2 separate regions of the Ovis aries genome follow, and region 2 is linked to region 1. The links are chromatin contacts, called in public Hi-C maps. All regions are on one chromosome and are shown on one strand. The core of a region is the stretch at or near the end of the contact, and the rest is flanking DNA. Distances in the headings are between cores, read along the strand shown.

What was found. Hi-C and Micro-C count contacts between places; a contact is called where the count stands out from the background.
Region 2: a contact with region 1 is called in a Hi-C map of liver, with 4 times the contacts expected there. The contact joins the promoter of SMAD7 here to the enhancer-like site in region 1. A contact is called at or near these places in 5 of 16 Hi-C or Micro-C datasets (hypothalamus, liver, mesenteric adipose tissue and 2 more).

What each region holds. Positions count from the first base shown.
Region 1 is chr23:48,848,303-48,855,895 of ARS-UI_Ramb_v3.0, reverse strand. The region is part of intron 11 of CTIF (cap binding complex dependent translation initiation factor); the gene reads right to left. Among named protein-coding and RNA genes, the nearest start is that of TRNAS-GGA, 60 kb to the right of the region's middle. Within about 2 kb of position 3,450, at least 18 of the 54 cell types and tissues checked have an H3K27ac peak or open chromatin away from gene starts, as enhancers often do. A contact at or near this core is called in hypothalamus, liver and muscle, where this site is marked.
Region 2 is chr23:48,949,797-48,957,389 of ARS-UI_Ramb_v3.0, reverse strand. SMAD7 (SMAD family member 7) reads left to right here and starts at 2,721. Exons shown (of 4, transcript XM_012103894.5): 1 at 2,721-4,930; 2 at 6,269-6,322. The coding sequence starts at 4,315.

The DNA of each region.
Region 1 (7,593 bases), core at 2,201-4,700:
CTGATCCAGGGATCAAACCCATGTCTCCGGCATTGCAGGAGGATTCTTTACTGCTGAGCCACTGGGGAAACCCAAATAACATTGTAATTAACCTCACTTTATACCTGCAGGAACTGAGGCATGGAGAGTGAAATGAAGTCCTGGTGAGCATGAGTAATGGAAACTGGCTTTGGAATCCAGGTAGAGTCTGCCTCCAAAGTCAAGGACATAACAGCCGCCCCACGAGTAGGCCCCACATCAATAAGGCCAATGGGGAGAAGTCAGCAAAGATGGGGTGACCACACACCCCAGTTTGCCTGGGATGGTTCCAGTGATTATCTCAAATGATTAGTAATATTCCTTTAGCTTTCAAAAGTGCCCTGATTAGGATGACACATTATAGTTAAAGGCCCAGACAAGGGGAAGGGCTGAGGAGCTGGGAGCCCCCTGCTCCCCAGTCACTATCTGCCCAGTCAGGACACCTCTAGCCTGTTCTTCCTCCTCCCCTGGTGCCCAGGTGCTCATGCCTGTCTCTGGGGGTTCAGCAGGTGGGGGTGGGGAAGAGGCCCCAAAGGTGTCTAAGCAGCCCCGCTCTCAGTGGCAGGCGGTTCTTACTGCCAGTCAGGACGCCTGCTGCAGCGCCCCACCTGGCCTGCCAGGGCGGACTCCTTCCCAGGGTGGGAGCTGGAACAGGACAGAATTATGGCAACATGAGCACCAGCGTCCAGCTGAAGCACAAGCTGGAATCAAGACTGCCGGGAGAAACATCAAAAACCTCAGATACGCAGATGACACCACCCTTATGGCAGAAAGCAAAGAGGAACTAAAGAGCCTCTTGATGAAAGTGAAAGAGAGTGAAAAAGTTGGCTTAAAGCTCAACATTCAGAAAACTAAGATCATGGCATCCGGTCCCATCACTTCATGGCAACTAGATAGGGAAACAATGGAAACAGTGAAAGACTTTACTTTCTTGGGCTCCATAATTACTTCAGATGAGGACTGCAGCCATGAAATTAAAAGATGCTTGCTCCTTGGAAGAAAAGCTATGAACCACCTAGATAGCATATTAAAAAGCAGACATTATTTTGCTGACAAAGGGCTGTATAGCCAAAGCCGTGGTTTTTCCAGTGGTCATGTATAATGTGAGATTTGGACCATAAAGAAAACTGAGCACCGAAGAATTGATGCTTTTGAACTGTGGTGTTGGAGAAGACTCTTGAGAGTCGCTTGGACTGCAAGGAGATCCAACCAGTCCATTCTAAAGGAAATCAGTCTTGAATATTCATTGTAAGAACTGATGCTGAAGCTGAAGCTCCAATACTTTGGCCACCTGATGCGAAGAACTGACTCATCTGAAAAGACCCTGATGCTGGGAAAGATTGAAGGTGGGAGAAGAAGGGGACAGCAGAGGATGAGATGGTTGGATGGCATCACCGACTTGATGGACAAGAGTCTGAGCAAGCTCCGGGAGTTGGTGATGGACAGGGAGGCCTGGCGTGCTGCAGTCCATGGGGTTGCAAAGAGTTGGACGCGACTGGGTGGCTGAACTGAACTGAGCACCACCCACTGCTCCTTGCCGGCGGTCCCGGGGGAGGGTGGTTGTAGGGGAGGCAGATGGAAATGAAGCTGTTCTCCAAGCTCCCTCTGGGGAGGAGGCCAGGAGAGCAGGCCTGGACGCACTGGGGGCACCTGGGGCCATCACCCCACTATAGCACCCTCTGGACGCTCCTCTGAAGGAATGACTGCATTTTGCGTCTGACTCAGAATCTGATGGCTCTCTGAGATGGGGCAGGGGGTGGTTTCAGCTGGCTGGGGACCAGGCCTGAGGCCCGGGGCAGTGGGCAGATACCCCTCACGGGACCAGCCTCTCTCTGAACTCACAGGTCTCTCCTGGCACCCACCAGCCCGGGCCCCTCCGGCCGACGCAGGCAGGAGAGGGCAGGGAGGGCGAGGGCAGCCCCGGCAGCCAGTCTGCTTTGAGCTGGCTATCCTGGAGCCCCTGGCCCCTGGCCCCAGGCCTTAGCTCCCCGCCGCTCGCCCCACCACAACCTCCTCCCACCTGAGGCCTGGACTTGACCTTGCTGGCTCTGGGGGGAGGGCGTGATAAGCGTCTTGGTGGAGGGAACTAGCTGCCTGCAAAGGCATTTTCCGCTCTCTAAAGTAAACAATCAAACAGGAAATTAATCGAGAAACCCACATCAACGGAAGGTTCAGGTTGTGATTTTCACAGCCCCAGAGCCAGGAAATTCAAAGTTATAGTTCCCATAGCAACTTGCCTGTAGAATGGGCCCCAGCCGCTGGGCTGGAACGAGACCTTGAGGGGTCAACTAGGCCAGCCCCCTGCCTCCAGGAAGTGCAGCCCAACAGCAAGCCTGAATATGCTGGGGCCAGACTGTTCTTCTGAGGCTCAGCAGCGGGCCTGAGACAGAGTTAGGAGCAGCAGGGCCGGGGCTCTACGTTCAGCTCTCCTGAGCCTTGTAAACTGTGGAATCAGCTGACATCCCAGTTCTTCAGTCTTCTCTCTTACAATTATCAGTCCTGTATCCCAATACTCTGTGAACTGGGAGTAAATACCCAGGCCTGCAAGATGCTAGAGCGAGGGGCTGTGTCGTATACGCTTATTCTTATGTCTCCCACCCCTTGTTCTACTCAGTCCCACAACGACCCCCATCTCATATCCCAATCACCCCTGAACCTAGTGGCTGGCCTTTGCCTGCACTCCCCCTCCCCCCGGCCTGCCCCAACTGGGCTGTTTTTCCTCCAAGAGAGATCTCATTATTTGTATAGCTGCTTCACTGCGCTGTACTGTAGAACTAACGCAACGCTGTAAAGCAACTAGACTCCAATAAAAATCAATTAGAAGAAAAGATCTGCAGTAGGGCATGGGGGAAAAAAAAGACGGATCTCAGCTTATTGACAGGGCCAAGAGATTTCAGACAGCCTCCAGGGTGGCACCAGTTTTTGGTGGTTCTGGTCTCTTTGACCTGCCCCTCCAACCCCTTCTGGGCCCACGACAGAAGCTCAATGTACACTGACAAATGGGTGGCCTGAAGGAGCCAGTGGCGAGCCCTCCCCCTTCAAGCCCATCAGGGGGGTCGTGGGGGTTGTGCGTCTTGGGTGGGGTTTTCTTTTGTGTGACTAGTGAGGAGTCCCGCCTGGCAGGAAAGGAGATAAGGGCGGTGGAGCTCAACCGAGAAGGAAACAGTCTGGAATCCTTCCCCGAGAGTCACCCTGCCCTCCCACCCGAGATGGCCACAACAGCCTGCGGACTGGCCGGCCTAATCACAGTTCTGCAGCCCCAGCCCGGGGATCCTGTGACAGCTAGCAGGGCTGAGGCAGGAGCAGGCGTTCCTGGGCACTGGGCCTGTGGCAGAGGGTGCCCGGCTTGCTTGCCCGCCCGCCCGCCCGCCTGGCCCTGGAGCTGGGCCGTGAATTGAGCAAAGCAGTGGAAAGAGAAGTGGCGCCTGCTGGAAAGCAGACAGAGCGGCTCCTGGATTTCCTAACAGGCCCAGCCGCGTGCCAGGGCCGACGGGCCAGCTCAGAGCGCCTGCCCGGCATCGCTTGCGCAAGAGGCCTTCCTCCCGTGGGTGAGCTTTCCTGGGTGGCCGAGCCGCTGTCGAGCCACACATGTCCCTGAGGGAGTCCGCCCCTCACACCCACCACCTTCCTGCCCTCTCCAGGGTGTAAGCACATCAGAACACGTTGGGCCCTTTGGGAAGACAGGAGGCCTCTTGGGGTGCAAGACAATCCCTTTTAAAGAAGCCAAAGAAACCTTAATCAGAAAAAAGTGGTAGGGAGGCAGGAATGGACGGAGGGCTGACTTCTCTGCAGGCTCAGAGGGGACCAGGCTGGGGGCACTGCTACAGAGGGTCACCTCCTGGTTTCCGAGGAAAGGCTGCCCTGTGCATAGAGTCCAGGGGTGCGGCCCTGCTCACTGGTGGGCACAAGGTCATCTGAAGGCCAAGCCCAGCCACTTTGTCGTGAGCCTGGGAGGAAGCTTCTCAGAAGTTCTTCATGACATGCCCAAGTCAACCAGAGGCCCCTGCTCCCAACTCCAGACTTGGCAGGGGTCTGAGTGGGGGAGGGCACCAGAAACCAGAGGGGAACCTTGAGGAGCTGGGACACGGAGTAAGAGCCTCTTACTCTGTCCCCAAGCATGGAACGCTGAAGAAGCCTTTGCTTAGACCATGTCCTTCTCCAGTGCCATCATCTTGGCCTGCCCTACAAGGAATAAAAGCTGGGTTCCAGGCAGCGGTGCCAGTCTTCCCAGGGTGGTAGAGGTGGATGGAGTTTGAAGCCACACTGCAGCAGCTGGGCAGGGGGGGCCTGGCCATTGGGTGAAGGAGGTTGGCTGGTTCTGTGGTGGGTTTGGGTGCAAGGTGGTAACCGAGGACCCATCGGACGGGGACGGCTGGGCCAATCAAGCTGAGACAAACAGGGCTGTGCTCCAGGCATAAGCATCTGCACTCAGAGCAGCAGCCACCCAAACGGAGGGGCACACAGGTCTGGGCTGAGAAAGGGTCCAGGGCTGCCTGGGGACAGCAGAAGGACTCACTGCCAAGTCCAAGGTTGGAGATAAAGGAGTATTTAACGGGCACCTGGGAGTTGGCTTGGGTTTCGAGCCTTACCCTTAGTAGAGTATACATTTTCATAATAGGTGAGTCTTTCTAAATTGAGATGATCTCTTTGGGTGAGTGAGCATGCGAATCCATATCTGTGTTACCCACGCATTGTTACCTGGTCCAACTGACGGCAGGGGATCAAGAGCTCAGCCCACTGACCCACTTCCTCCCCAGGGGCCCTTCCTGCCTCGCGCCCTGCTCCCCACCACAGATCTCTGGTCCAGCCAAAGCCATCTATGAACACATCTGGTCCTTATCTGCCTCTGGCCTTTGCTCCTCACTGACTCAGCTGGGTCTCCGCCTTTTCTCCCCTTGGCTCCAGTTACCGGATCTCTCAAGATAGGCTGAGAGATGTCCCTTCCCACAAAGCCTTCTCTGACCTCCTTTCCTGATCCCCCTGGAGGGAGAAGCCTCAAGACTCACAGCCCGGGGGCAGTTATTTGGTTCTGCCCAGTTCTACCTGGAGTCTAGACTAGTCTTTGCTCACATGGGAACTTGGCGTCCAGTGGGCCCTCTCAGAAGACCCGTGAATTGGATTTGAAGGAAAGCACGTGCTGGCTGGGGCCAAGTCACTCAAGAGCCTCTCTATTCCCTGGACGCAGCCCCACCAGTGACACACAGGTCTGAAGGGATAGAACATCTTTCATTCATTCATTCAATCACCCACTCACTCATTCAGCAAGGAACATGAGTCCTGTCCTCACCTGTAGACCTACTAATCTAATAAAGAAGACAGACTTTGCACAAGTGGGACAGTGATGGCAGCTGGGCCTGTAAAGCGAGACTGCCTAGGTCCTAATCCTGACTCAGTCACCTGCTGTGTATGTTGCACAGATAACTTTTCTGCGTCTCGGTTTCCTCATCTGGAAAGTGTGTGTGTCGGGGTGGGGTGTGAGTAGCACTAAACGAGATAATCTATGAGACATATTCAGAGCAGTATCTGGCTTCAGCAGCAGCAGCTCTCAGTTCTGCTCAGAACTAAGGGTGGTGCGGGGTGGCAGAAAGGACCATCTTCATCTGTGCGGGGAGAAGAAGCCCGGAAGAGGCTTCCTGGGGGAGCTCTAAACTGACACTCTGATGTGGAGCTGGGGAAACAGTGGGATCGGGAGCCGGGGGGAGGGAAGAACTTTCCAGGCAGTGACCCCGTGAGAGTCCCATCAGTCTGGAGTCCACAGAGACGGGGATGAGCCCGGGTAGAAGGCTGGTGGGGCAATTCCGGTGAAAGGTGACTGAGACAGAGGAGAGGGAGCAAAGTGGTAGCTGAGAACCATACCAGAGCTGCTGCCCACAGTCCCCGGAACTGACGGGGTGGCGGCCAGTCGGGACGCCCCTGAGTCTTTGAGCCAAGGGGGAATGGCTGGTGGAGGCACCCAGGCCTGGAGATGCGCATCTCGCATCTGTGCAGGTCAGGTGTGAGTGCTGCGGCTGCCCTGAGCATCTGCCTGTGACCACACGCTTCCAGGCCTTTGTCAGGGGTCTCACTCATGGCCCACCTGTGTTAGCTGTGTTGCCTGTCCTTTAGTAAATCCCAAAGGACATCAACTTCTCCACGCTTCTGGCTAAGAGGCCATCAAATGAACTTCTGGAGAAGGACTTAATGATGAACACCCCGCCTCGGCGAAGGCTCCTACACTAAATTCAAGGCGATGCATGCATCTGGAGCCAGTGTACATGTGCGTGTCTCCACACTCACCCACACATTATCCATCTACGTGCGTTACGTGAAGCATGACAAGAAAGGAGACTAGTTTCAGGGGGACATTAAAAAAAAGTCAATCCTGTTCCTCTCTTTCCTTCTAGCATCTGTGAGAGTACCTGCACCTGTGCAAGGACCCAGGCGAGACATTCTCCAGGTGGAGCTGAGCCCGGAGTCTCACCCAGGCCTGGGCAGCCTAGCACACCCAACTCAAGAGGGGCACTGGCTTGGAAACACCTCTGTGAGTCCTTGGTGGCGGCACACCTGCCTTCCAAGAGGCCTTTCATCTAAGATGAAGGAAAGTGGGGCAAAGAGGTAGAGAGGACCAGTTTGGAGTTATTTGAAGTCCAATCCAAGGTGATGGTAGCATGACAGGACAGAGGGTAGATGAGCTGCCTATTTGGGGGCACGGATGCCAGCTGAAGCTACAGGATTTGTAGACAGCAACAGGGGGAAAAGGGAGGAATTAAGGGGAACGCATCTGAAAAGACCCTGATGCTGGGAAAGACTGAAGGCGGGAGGAGAAGGGGATGACAGAGGATGAGATGGTTGGTGGCATCACCGACTGAATGGACATGAGTTTGAGTAAACTCCGGGAGTTGGTGATGGACAGGGAGGCCTGGCGTGCTACAGTCCATGAGGTAGCAAAGAGTCAGACATGACTGAGCGACTGAACTGAACTAAAGGGGAACTCCTGAGTTTCTGGCCTGAGTAAAATGGGTGGCCATCTACCAAGACTGAGGCTAGCTAGAGGGAGGAGGAGGTTTGGCCATTTGGGTCTGGAGGTCGAAAGAGTGGTCCCGGCCAGAGGGAACATCTGAGAGCACTGGGTGCAATGGTACTGAAAGCTCTGAGGCCAGATGAGATTGTTCGGACCAGGATTTCTCAGCCACAGTACGACTGACATTCGGGCCAAACAATTCTTTTCTGTGGGGCCTCCTGTGCATGGCAGGACCCTGGCCCCTCTGGCTAGATGCCTCTAGCACTGCCCCAGTCACATGGACCAAAAATGCCTCCAGATACTATCAAATGTCCCCTGCAGGGAAAACTGCCCCTAGTTCAGAATTGAGATCAGGGGTGGCTAACCTCTAGTCCACCGGCCAAATCCCACCTGTGGCCTACTTCGGTATGGGGCCAGCAAGCTAAGAATGGTCTTCACTTTTTTTTTTTTTTTTTTAACGGTTGACAAAACATATCAGAAGAAGTACAATATTTTGTGACACATAAAAGTTACATGAAATTCAAAATTCTCTGTCCATAAATAACATTTGGTTGGAAGATAGTCACCGTCATTGG
Region 2 (7,593 bases), core at 1,472-3,971, 100 kb before region 1:
AAGTCCTTCTCGTCACTTTGCAGCCTGGCCTAGCCTCGCTAGGAAAGTGAACATCTTCTAGCAATGCCCAGAGCAGAGAGTGGGAATGGGACCCTGAGAGGGCAGGAAACTTACCCAGAAACCTTTTTAAATCTTGCCAAGTGCTCTTCTAATGCGAGGATCACCTCTAGTGCAAGTTATTTAACCAGTGAATGGCAGAGACCCAGGGGCTTCCCAGGGAGGGGAAGCTCAGTGGTAAAGAATCCACCTGCCAGTGCAGGAGACCAGGAGATGTGAGTTCGATCCCTGGGACAGGAAGAGCCCCTGGAGGAGGAAATGGCAAGCTACTCCAGTATTCTTGCTTGGGAAATCCCATGGACAGAGGAACCTGGCGGGCTACAATCCATGGGGTCACAAAGAGTTAGGCACGACTGAGCACACACGCATGGCAGAGTCCCAGGCAGGAATCAGGTTTTCTGACTTCTAGTTTGGCATTCTTTCTAAGCCTTTCTGAGGTGAGTGTATCATTTCTCAGATACCTCCAAAATCCCATTTCTACCTCTTTAGCCTATGATGGTGGGATAACCCATTTTTTCCTGGGCTTTCTCGGCTGCTATCTTTGTAGGTTGCTTGTTCAGAAAGTTTCACACACATACACAGGTTTCAATGCCCTTTTCAATAAGCAATATATTAAAAAAAATATTTATGCACTGGGTGTTAGATCCTGCACGTGGGATCTTTCAATCCTGGCAAGCAAACTCTTAGTTGAGGCATGTTGGATCCAGTTCCCTGGGTAGGGATCGATCGTAGGCCTCCTGCATTGAGGCATGGAGTCTTAGCCACTGGACCACCAGGGAAGCCCAGCACTATTTTTAACTGTAACTAAACTATGATCTTATACAATTGCAGCTATGTGGCTTACAAAGTAAATGTTTAGAATCCCAGCTGCTGCCCTGTTGTACACCTTTCTGCCCTGCTTGGCATTTCTGGCTCTTCTAGGTCAATGAGCTTCAGGGCCCCTTGCTTAGAGATGATAATGATTTTCTCCCTTATATATTATATAATATTATATTACCACATAATATATCTCCAAAGGTGCTCTTGGTGGGTTGGGGTAGGGGGAGAAGGTGGAAATACCTATCCAACTCTGTTGGTTCCTAAATAGTTATTAAGCATCTATAGCATGTAGATGGCTTTTAAGTTGCTGGAAGGGAAGGGGCTGAGTTGAGGTTCATCAGTGCCTTTTCCTTTTATTACGTTTTCCCTTTTTTGGTGCCTTTTCCTTTAAAAGGGGCATAATTTAGCTGAGAAAATGAAAACAGTTCATTTCACCTTTTTTAAAAGATTCATTAAAAAAAAAAAAGTCATTAAAATCCCCAGTGAGTTTGATTGTCATCCTGACCTCACAATTCTAAATGACTTAAAAAAATATATTTATTATTTCATTGAATAAGATGTGAGGTTAGACCACCATGCCAACTAGTGGCCTCGTCGATACTAACGCTTATATATTTAAATCATGACGCTTCTCAGCACCAACAGCTTTCACGAAGTAAACGCTATCTGGTGCTTTGCCCCATCAACGCCTTAGCGTGTCTATGCACCAGTCGGCCAGGTGGGTCTACGCTTTCTCTATGGCCTGGGGTAAGGGGATAAACTCACTGACTCTAAGCGCCACAGAAAGCTACGGGGCCGAGGAGGGGAAGAAACAGGCCCCGCATGCATATGCATGCAGGTCTCCTCGGAAGGTAACCTTCCCGCGCCGGGAGGCGGAGTGGCGGAGGTCTTCCGGGCTCCGGAGGAAACCTGCCCGCGGCGGGCGGGCGAGCACCCCCACACACACCCCCGCCACCTCCCGCCAAGATGCTGCCCCTCGCAACTCGTCAGGCAGCCAAATGCATTCCAGAGCTTTGCACAAGACACACTTCTCCAGGCAGTCCTAGAAACCCGAGCCCCGAGCGGGAGAGGGCGGGAGGGAGCGCGCGGCCGCCGCTGAGGTCACATTCGCGCCGCCTCCCCGCCCTCGCGGGCCGGCTGTTCCCTCCAGCGCGCACTTCCCAGGGCCTCGGTCCAGTCCGGTGTAAATGTCTTTTACGCGGAGACAGCGCTCTCCTCCCCCTTCCCTCCCGCGCGGCGGCCAGGGGATCCGTCGCCAGGGCCTTTAAAACAAAACGAATGAATGAAGCGTTAGAGCGAGCGCGCGCGGGACAGCCCCCGCGAGGCTCCGCGGGCTGGGTCTAAATCCGGCCACCGGCCCGCTCGCTTCGCTCCAAAACTCGCCGGCGGTGCCCGATCGGTGCTCTTGGGTCTTCCCATTTCTCCTCTGATTTCGCCAGGTCTCCGTCAACCCCGGGAGCTTCTCTGCTCCCCACCTTTATCCACCCCCGCTCCCGCCCCATATCGGTCCCCCCTCTGCAGACCCAGGCGGGTGGCGGTGGCGGGGATTTGGTGAGCGGGGTGGGGGGGGGGGAGAAATAGCTTTTAGAAACCCGATCTGTTGTTTGCGAAACACAATCGCTTTTTTTTTTTTTAAAGCGACAGGGTGTCTAGACGGCCACGTGACGAGGCCGGAGCCGGGCGCGCCACTGCGCAGTGGAACCAGCAGAGCAGAGGGCCCGGGGGGGGGGGGGGGGGGCGGGGAGGAGGCGGCGGCGGCTGGGGGGCGGGGGAGGGAAGGGGGAGGAAGGGGGAGGGAAGGGGGCGGGGGCGGGAGGCCTTGCGGGAGGCGGCGAGCCCCGGGCACACTCGCTCGCCTGCTCCGCGCACGGAGGAGCCTGTCCCCGAGCCGCGCCAGCCGAGCCAGCCGGGCGCCGTGCTCGGTCCGCTCGCCGCGCCGGAGAGAGCTGCCCGAGACGAGAGCCAGCCCGCCGGCGCCGAGCTGCCGAGCGCCCGGCCCAGGAGCCCCTGAGTGCGGCGCGGCGAACCCCGGGCGGCGGCAGAAGGACCCGAGTGCCAGGAGAGGGCGGACGGGGGGACAAGGAGGCTCCCGGCCGCGACGAGGAGAGTCTCTCGGAGAAGGCGGCGTGAGGGACAACCGGGGCCTCCAGTCGCCGCAGCCGAGTCGGGGCGAGCAGCCTTTTACGGGGAGCCCCGGCGGCCAGCCGCAACCCGGGGAGGGGGCGCCGGTGGCCCCCGCGCTAGAGAGCAGAGGGCGAGAGCGCGCCGCCCGCCAGGGGCCCGCCGCGGCCGCCGCGCCGCCCTCCCCCGCGCTGTCAGCCCCGCGGGGCGCAGCCGCCGCCGCCGCAGCATCTTCTGCCCCTGCGCCCCCGCCAGCCCCAAGGAAGTCCCCGCCGACGACCGGGGCCCCCGGGAGCGCAAGAGGAAAGGCCAGAGACTCCCCTAAACCACCCAGATGCGAAGGATTGAAGCAGCCTAGCCAAAGCTTTCTGTGGATTAAAAAATATATATATAGGATTTTTTTTTTCCTTGGCAGAAGAAAAGGAGAGGAAGACCAGCGGGGCTCTGCAAGGAAAAAAGGGGGATGTAACTCGTGGATACGTTTTTTTTCCACCCCTGAAACGTCTCGTTCTACTTTGTAAACATTTTCTTTTTTTAAACCCCAGCTCCAGCCGGACGCCCCCAGACCTCCGGGGTGCGAGGAGGTGGTGTTTTTCATTTGGGGCTTTGCATGTTTGGTTCTTAGATTTTGAGAGCCTCCTTATTTCGCCAGACATCTCATGTGGGGTGAAGTCCACTCAGCCCCCTCCCCCGAGTCTTCGTGTGCACGGAATTCAAGGAGATCCGGTTACTAAGGATATAGAGGAAAAAAATAAATCGCGTGCCTGCTTTTTTTTTTTAATTGCTTCTCCCCACCCCCAAATTAAGTTGCTTAGCAAGGGGGAAAGAGGCTTTTTCCTCCCTCCAGCAGCCCTGCCGAACGCCTTTCGTTTTTTGCCGCCGCGGATCTTCCATGTAGGCAGCCGAGGCTGGCGAGCCCGACACTCGGGAGCCACTGCGGGGGGGCCTCTTTTTGGGGAGGCGCCGACCCGGGTAGGCTTCGCCGCCCCCGGGGAAGCGGCGGCCGCGTTCCTCCGGGGTGCGCCGGGGCCCGCGAGCGGCGCACGGCGCGGGCCGCGCGGGGTGGGGCAGCCAGAGCGCAGGCCCCCGAGCCCCGGCGGGCGCCCCCGGGCCCCCGCGCGCGCTCCGGCCTCCGGGAGACTGGCGCATGCCACGGAGCGCCCCTCGGGCCGCCGCCGCTCCTGCCAGGGCCCCTGCTGCTGCTGCTGTCGCCTGCGCCTGCTGCCCCAACTCGGCGCCCGACTTCTTCATGGTGTGCGGAGGTCATGTTCGCTCCTTAGCCGGCCAACGACTTTTCTCCTCGCCTCCTCGCCCCGCATGTTCAGGACCAAACGATCTGCGCTCGTCCGGCGTCTCTGGAGGAGCCGTGCGCCCGGCGGCGAGGACGAGGAGGAGGGCGCGGGGGGAGGCGGAGGAGGAGGCGAGCTGCGGGGAGAAGGGGCGACGGACGGCCGGGCGCATGGGGCCGGCGGCGGCGGCGGCGCAGGCAGGGCTGTCTGCTGCCTGGGCAAGGCGGTGCGAGGTGCCAAAGGTCACCACCATCCCCACCCCCCAGCCGCGGGCGCCGGCGCGGCCGGGGGTGGCGAGGCGGATCTGAAAGCGCTCACGCACTCGGTGCTCAAGAAACTGAAGGAACGGCAGCTGGAGCTGCTGCTCCAGGCCGTGGAGTCCCGCGGCGGTACGCGCACCGCGTGCCTCTTGCTGCCCGGCCGCTTGGACTGCAGGCTGGGCCTGGGGGCGCCCGCCGGCTCACAGCCGGCGCAGCCGCCCTCCACCTACTCGCTCCCCCTCCTGCTGTGCAAAGTGTTCAGGTGGCCGGATCTCAGGCATTCCTCGGAAGTCAAGAGGCTGTGTTGCTGTGAATCTTACGGGAAGATCAACCCCGAGCTGGTGTGCTGCAACCCCCATCACCTTAGCCGACTCTGCGAACTAGGTAAGAAGTTGATCCACGCCCACCCGCCCGTGCCCCCCCTTTCTCCCGGCACTCAGGTGTGGGGAAGAAAAGCCCGATTGGGCTGTGGGTTAGTGCAGCCACCTCGCCGGAGGGATGTGTGTACATTCCCTCCTGGGAGGAGATTTGGGGGACAAAGGTAGAGAAGGGACCCGAGGAAACTGGAAAGGCATTCCCTCGGGGTTCCCTTCCAGTTTTCTCTCCTCGGTGGCCCCAAGGGCGGGGGGGGGGTTGCCCCTGGGCCCTACTCATTCATGCCCGTATTCTGCAGACATGGGGTTATTTCCGGATCAGCCAAGGGGGTGCAGAGAGAAGTGTGTGTGTGTGTGGGGGGGTCACGCCTCCCCCGCACGGAGAGCGGCGTTGAGGTGTGTGGCCGATTTGGATTCGATCCAAGCCCGCCAAGGAAGGCTCGGAGAAGCGGTAGTAAAGGCTGGAGAGGAAGGCTCCCCTTTAGGAAGGAAGGGGGAGCGTCACGTCGGGCGCAAGGGGCCAGGAAGCCTGCCCTGGCCGGCGCAGATTTGGGTTTTGAGGCAGAGAGAGCAGGATAGGAGGCCGAGCTGTGTACCTGCTCCCAGCTCCGCCAGCCCGGGGTGAGAGAAAACAGGCAGTCAGGGGAAGTTGGGTGTCCCCTACTTTCTTCAGCGCAGGAGAGAGAGCAGTGTAACCGACCGTCGGATGGTTTGCCCCCAGACTACTGAGTTGGGCCCCGGGCTCCTCCGTTGAGACCCCGGGGCCCTTCTCCTTTATGCTCTCAGCCTTCTCCTTTGCATCCCTTTTCTCTGCCTCTTCGTGCGGAGGCGGGGTGCACCTAGGGCGCCCACCGATCCAAGTTCCCCAGCGCCCTTGGGGTGCACCTTCCGAGGGAGCTGGGCAAGGGGGAAGCCCGTGATCCCCGCGCGGGTGCGGGGCGCAGCGGCGGTGGCGGAGATGAACTGCGCCCCGGGGGGACGGGTCGGGGCGGGGGGCGGAGGGAGCAGGGTCTGAAGTTCTGGGACGCGAAGTGAGGCGGGGGGCTTCGTCGCCCCCCGCCCCGTGAACTGCGACGTGCGGCGGCCGAGCCGGCGGTTTGCAGCCGGGCCGGCCGAGCGCGGCGGCGGCGGCCGCAGACGTGGAGGAGCGCCGCGCCGAGGCTGGCGCCAGGCGGCCTCTTTTGTTTATCTGACAGCTAAATATCAAGGCAATCACCGCCTCGCGGCCCTGCCTCCAACCCCCACAGCTAAGACAAACAGTTGGGCTAAAAGAATGCCTCTGTTATCATAAGTTTCTATCTCTCTCTCAGGGCTCAGCCTTTATTTTCTCTTTCTTTTTTAATTCCAGAGTCTCCCCCTCCTCCTTACTCCAGATACCCGATGGATTTTCTCAAACCAACTGGTGAGTAGCTGATTTTAAAAATATCCTTCCTGTCTTAAGTTAGAAATGGAGGCTGTAGAACGCGGATTTGTGTGTCTAGGCAGCGGCTTCGGGAGACTCTGGACTTGCCCTGAGGTGGTTATAGGTTTCCTCTGTTGGCAATTTAGTGGATTTTTTTTTTCTTTTTCTGTTGTGACTGGAGCTGGAGGTAATGTGTGTGTGTGTATACAAATATATCTTTCTTTTTGCAAAGATGTTTCTTAGGTATGCTTTCCATTTTGTTCCTTTTCTTGTATTTGCACTCCATAACCCAAGCTGATTCAACTCAGCGCATAGACTCTGGTCCATGCAGGTCTAGGGAGCCAAATGGGACAGGGTGATGGAAAACGTGGGAGACTCTGTGAGTGCCAGAAGTATCAGTGGGGAGATTGGAGAGCCTGATGGGAAGGAAGACTTTGTTTAGAAAAGTGTAGAGATGACCTCGGTTTGGGGCAAGAGAATAGAAAATTTAAGGAGTAAAGGCAACAGCCCCCTCTCCCCCTCCTAGTTTTCTCAGAATTCCTAGTGGGGGCCATAAGAGTGTTTAGCATAGCTCTGCCTGCCTGTCGCTTTGTCACTGGGTGGCATTCGGCCAGGGCAGAAGCCCCACTTGAGGCTGGCACCAGCCCTGTTGCATTTGTCTGCATTCAGCTCCTGGCTGGCAGTGCAGGGGAGAAGGGAGGAGGAACCGCAGAGCTGGGAAGCAGCTCCGATGGGCCCTTGTTTCCTGGAGCCGCTTCTTACAGGGGGGAGGTTCCTGTGCCTGCAAGTCTGAGTTGTAACTGTGATGGTCTTACTTTGCCAGGGTTCTGGGAGAAGGAGAAATGAAGGGTTGGGCCCCATTTCCCTCTTGGAATTCTACAGGTCCTTCCGCCTCATGAGTTTTGGCTGTTGGGCCTTTCCCCCCACTAATTAAAAGTTTTGCTGGGGCGTTGTCCTAAATTAAATACTTTAATGAATGGTGTAAGAGAAGCCCGTGGTCTCCAGCCAGCCCTCCCTGACTCCACACTCCCTCCAGTCGGAAGGCGTTGCTGCTTGCCTGGTGCCTGTCTAATGAGTGGCCTGCGAAGCATATGATATTTTGCTTTCGATTTACAAAACACCAGATAAATGGTCATTAATGAGGAGATAAACCAGCTCTGTATTTGTAACAAACGTTAACTGAGATTACCAAGGTCTGTTTTCTCCAAGAATGTAACTTGACTGGGTTTTTGGCATCAAGGCTCAAGAATTCTTTTATGAGCTTAGTTCTC